Regions from separate parts of the Columba livia genome. Here region 1 is linked to region 2. A link is a contact called in public Hi-C data. All regions are on one chromosome and are shown on one strand. The core of a region is the stretch at or near the end of the contact, and the rest is flanking DNA. Distances in the headings are between cores, read along the strand shown.

Region 1 (2,700 bases), core at 108-2,607, 360 kb before region 2:
ATTAAACTGGATCCTCAGCATTAAACCAGGACTAAAACTAAACTGTGTCCCCAGGATTAAACTGGTCCCCCCCAAAGAATTAAATCGAGGCCCCCCACTCACATTAAACTGAGTCTCCACCATTAAACCAGGCCTCACCCAGGATAAAACTGGGTCCCCAGGACTAAACCAGGGCCCCTCAGGATTAAACTGTGTCCCCAGGATTAAACAGGGGTCCATTCAGCATTAAACCGAGACCCCTCCAGAATTAAACTGTGTCCCCAGCATTAAACTGGGTCCCTAGGATTAAAGCAGTGCCTCCTCCAGCATTAAACTGTGTCCCCGGACTAAACTGTGCCCCCAGCATTAAACTGGGACCTCTCCAGCATTAAACTGGGTCCCCAGAATTAAAGCAGGGCCTTCTCCAGCATAAACTGTGCCCCCGGGCTAAACTGGACCCCTCCAGGATTAAACTGTGCCCCCAGGATTAAAGCAGGGCCTCCTCCAGCATTAAACTGTGGCCCTGAACCAAATTGGGCCCCTCCAGGATTAAACTGTGCCCCCAGCATTAAACTGGGTCCTCAGAATTAAAGCAGGGCCTCCTCCAGCATTAAACTGTGTCCCTGGACTAAACTGTGCCCCCAGCATTAAACTGGGTCCCCAGAATTAAAGCGGGGCCTCCTCCAGCATTAAACTGTGTCCCTGGACTAAATTGGGCCCCCTAAGGATTAAACTCTGTCTCCAGGTTTAAACCAGGGCCCCAGGATTAAACCGGGCTCTCTAGGATCAACCCAGGGCCCCCCAAATGCAGGACCCCCCATAACCTGCTACCGAGCAACCTCAGGGTGTCCCCGACTCAAGGTGACCCCGAGTGCCACCACCATGAGACATTTGCCTCCCACAATTTGCACCCAACCCTGCATGGTTTGGTATTTTTGGGGGTGCAGAGGGTGTTTTTGGGGGCGCCCTCACCCTCTCACGCTCCTTGGCGTTGGCCGCTCGCCGTCGCTCCAGCGCCTCGGCGGGGTCCCCGGTGTGCTCGTAGCCGCCGGCCGGGCCGCGGCGCAGGCGGGCGATGGCGGCGGCGCGGGGCAGGGGGCCGTGGCGCTGCCGCAGCACCAGCTCCAGCACCTCGGGGGCCGGCGTGGGCAGCACAACCCCCAGCACCTGCCCCCCAAAACCACTGGGCTCCCCCATCCCTAGAGAAGCCACAAATCCCACACCACAAGCTCAGCTCTCCCTAAACCCAAGAAAATACCTAAAGAAGAGCCTTAAATACCCCAACGAGCTGCAGGTGCGGCCCAGCTGGGCTAACGAGGGGGTGGGGGCTCGGCTGTGCCTCAGTTTCCCCACTTAGTGCCTGCAAATGCCACTTTGACCCAAAAAGCGACCCAAAATTGTCCCCTGGAGCACCGGCAGGGGACAAGGCCAGGCTGGGGATGGGCAGCGGTGTTGTCCTGCAGAACCAGGGGTTTGGTTGGGGGCTTCGTGTGTCCCTAAAAATGCAGGAAAGAAACTGTTTTGGGTGAGGAAAATGGAAATATGAGGGTGTATTATAATAACGGTGTTTCGGTAGATGGCGGTGTTAGTCCGGGCAACGCCGAAACCTCGGCACGGCCGGAAAAATGGGATAATTCCCCTTTTGCCACCAAAACCATGGTCAGAGAGCAAGGCTGGAGGAGCATATTGCAAAGAAACCCACAAGTAAGCCCCCAAACGAGCCTCGCGGACACCTGGAAGGCAAACGAGCTTTTATTAGAACCTCAGAAAACCCAATTTTTCCCTCTTTAATGCTCTGTAATGAGCTTCCCTGCCTGCAGCCAGATCCGGATAATCACGTTATTACTGCCCCGATCTGGGGGAGCAGATCTGACATGTTAATCCGAGGGCAGGTGGGTTTAAAACCCCCCCCACAAAAGAAGGTCTGTGCTTGTTTGGTCACTTTTACTCATTAGAAGCATCCAAGGGGAAATTGGGGGCTGCCAAAATCCACCCCCACAACAGTGGGTGTTTGCTCCTTTCCCCTTGTTTTACAGCTGGGAAAGTTGCTCCAGTTTGGCTGTTTGTGGCTTAAAAATTGAGGGGAAAATGGGAATTTGGGGGAGGCTCCACGGGGGTGGGAGATGGAGGGTTTGGGGGCTGCTGGTGCAATTGGGGTTTGTAGGAATCGCGCCCCAAGGGGGAGTGGGGAGACTGGGGTGGGGGGAAATTAGGGGTCAAGGTTACTAGGGATCAAGGTTACTAGTGGTCAAGGTTATTTGGGTCAGGGTTATTAGGGGTCAAGGTTATCAGGGCTCAGGGTTATTAGGTCACTGTGCTTTTTAGAGGTCACAGCTATTAAAAGTCATGGTTATTAGGGACCACGTTGTTTAGGGACCACATTGTTTAGGGGTCACTGTTGTTAGGGACCATTTTTTTGGGGGTCACGGTTATTAGGGGTTGGGGTTATTAGGGGTCGTGTTTTAGGGATCACAGTTATTAGGGACCATGATTATCAGGAGTTGCAGTTATTAGGGACCAGAGTTATCAACCCCTGCTCGCAGCAAACACAGGACAGAATCTGCAGCAGATGAAGATGCTGCAAAGCCAGACAGGTTTATTTTCCTTTCCTTTTCCCCTCTATTTTCTGTTTCTGCCAACACAGCCCCCCAAAAGCACGGCGGCCTTGCAAGCTCGTGGGAGCGGTGAATGGGTGGGGGGGAAAGGGCAGAGCCCCCCCAG
Region 2 (2,700 bases), core at 135-2,634:
AAGCACTGTTTGTTTAAATGAATTTTATGACCTTCTGCAGTTCGTTTTCCCTGGTTTCAAGACAAAAGGATAAGCTCACGTGGCCTGCAGGAGGGAGCAGAATCAAATATTCAGCTATACTGACTACATTTCACATAATCCTGCAGGATTTAAAAAGAAATCCCATAGGTATTGCAGGTGTATTTCTGTGGCTCTGAGAAGTTTCTTTGGTTTGTAAGCCAGCTGAAGTTTCCTTTTTGTTCATGTATGTTTGCAATAAAATGCACACACTACTACTAAAAAGTTTCCTTCTGCTCCCTGCTAGGACTGGTGTGTGCTAAGGCAGGGAAATCAGCTGCTTTGGCCTGAGATGGGCCAAAGTGAACTCTGTCTCCTCCCCAACTGCTGCAGAATAAACCTCTGGAGACGGGTGGGAGGGGAACAGAAACTGCGGGATGTTGCACGGCTGGTGTTCTGAGAGAGAGATTTGTATTCACTGGGTAACCCAGGGCATCCTGCCATCTTCGTTAGAACAGATGAAATAATCTTTAAGTTAAGGTTTTGAGCAACAGTGAACACACCTTACTACAGTTTTAGCCTCTAACGGCCTGTCACAGAAACACCCAGAAATCAACATAGGCAGGTGATAAGCTCCAAACATTCTAACCAGAACTGCTTAGTAGAGAAACCACCTAGAAATGGAATTTATCCTAAAGTATTCAGCACTCCAGCAACATTTAATAAGCTGCGCGTTCAATATACCAGTTGGACATATTATTACCATACCAGCACACAAGAAGAATGAGCCACATCATGCTGGAATGCACTCACAAAAAGAAGAGGCCTCCTTCACTCAACGGCGCCCAGAAGAAATAATTGATGGGCTGGCGTGGGTAAGGGCTCACTCAAGGATATATCCAGAAGGAAATCACTCACCAAAGAGAAAGTGAGGGCTCTCCATCCCAGGAAGGCTCCTCAGATGGCGTCCCTGATGGCAGGAGAGGGCTCTGCTGGGAGTCCTGCTGCTCCCAGAACACAACTCCAAGCGAGCTGTGGCTGCAGCCCCGTTTTATAATAAAGCCAGGTCGATCTGGCTGTGATAAGTACACGCATGGTCCAGAGGCTTCTCTGGGCCTGGGCATCTCATTGGCCGAGGAGCCGTCTGTTGTTCAGCGAGGGAGGGTCATGAATACTTCAGGGTGAAGGTCTGGGTATTCAGTTTCCTTTTGTGTGCAAACTGACCCTGTGACAGAGAATCACTGAAAAGGTTCCAGAATGACTTGTCAACACACATTATTTTAGAGAAGAGTGTTTTTGCGGTATAAAGTCCCCGTTCGCAGTCCCGCCAGCGCGGCGCAGGGCAGGGGCAGCGGCGGCGGGAGACGCTGAGGGGCCGCCGGGCCCTGAGGGGAGAAAAAGGGGCGGGACAAAAGGCGGGAAGAGGCGGCTGAGGCGGCGGCGGGGCCGGGGCTGCTGCGCCGCAGGGACCCGCAGGGCCAGCCCCGCACTTGTCGCGTTCCGCTTCATTCGCTTACAGCAGTTTAAGTATTTTTGTTCGCAAAAGACTCTTGTTAGGCGTCTTGTTGGTGTCTCGAATGAGAATATCTCTTCTTCTGCTTAAAACAAAAAAAAATTCCCTCAGAGATCAGGCTGTCTCAGCATCCTGAATGTGAGAAAAGCAGCGCAGCAGAACTGAGGAGAAAGTCCTGTGACTTTGTAATGCTAATGGGTGGCCTTTGCAATTGAAAGGACAGTTTCAATTAAACGAGGAAGGGTGAAGAGCAGTTTTTCCAGGCAGCCCGAGTTTCTGAAGTGATGTTTGTAGATCATGGAAGTTGTGTTTAGTGGTAAAGCTTGGGCCTCCTCCTTGTTGAGCAGGATCTTTTCTTGCAAGGTGAGCAGCTCCACATTTCTGCGCTGTTAAGAATATCTATCTGTCTATGTGCAGACATGGAGAGTTTGAGAGTCCCAGTATTGCCGTCTCTTCAGGTTCACCGGGGGCTTGGCTGCCACGTCTCTGCTCAGCAATCTCTTTTTGAGTCCCCTTCTCTTCCTCGGCAGTCTAAATTTGAATCCATTGAAATCTGAATAATTATTATCATTGTGAAATGTCATGAGAGCCCCGTCAGTGCAAGAAACCTGCCAGAATGTGATATGACAAATTCCTGTGGTCTGTAAGCAGCAGACACTTTGCTTCGTTGGTTAGTACTGGAATATGGGATTTCCTTCTGACAGACCACTCAATGCTCAGAAGCTCATTTAGATGCTTATTGTGAATGTATGAGATTTAATCACCAACTATGCAGATACAAAAAGTTCCGCTTTCCTGTGGGACCAGTATCACAGCACTCTGACACACGGCATTTGACATATGTGAAAAAAAACTAATAAAATATAGTAGTAAATAGCATCAAATTAATACGTCAAACCTCCAGGAAGTTTCTTTGAAGTAATGGTAACCAAGCCTCTGTGTTACAGTGAAGCAAAATAGCATTGAAAAATTAAGAAAATCAGCAGATTGACAGGAAATTATTTTGATGAAACTGTTTATTTCAACGAAAATGTTTCAGATGGTGAATAAAGCTGAATAAAGCACTCCACACCTGCAGAAATTACCATGGCCCGTGATATAAACATAACTTGGACTTCCTTCATGAGTTTAAACTTTTCACACACATACATATTTATTGATCTGGAATCTAAGAAAGGCAATTTCTCAAG

The links. A called contact is a pair of places that touch in the nucleus more often than the background predicts.
Region 1: a contact with region 2 is called in a Hi-C map of liver, with 2.6 times the contacts expected there. The contact joins the promoter of FIGLA here to the promoter of ANTXR1 in region 2. A contact is called at or near these places in 2 of 2 Hi-C or Micro-C datasets (crop and liver).

Annotation. Positions count from the first base shown.
Region 1 is chr25:4,622,131-4,624,830 of bColLiv1.pat.W.v2, reverse strand. It overlaps FIGLA (folliculogenesis specific bHLH transcription factor), which reads right to left and starts at 1,357. Exons shown (of 5, transcript XM_065041122.1): 1 at 952-1,357. The coding sequence starts at 1,176.
Region 2 is chr25:4,265,773-4,268,472 of bColLiv1.pat.W.v2, reverse strand. It overlaps ANTXR1 (ANTXR cell adhesion molecule 1), which reads right to left and starts at 1,384. Exons shown (of 18, transcript XM_065040687.1): 1 at 916-1,384.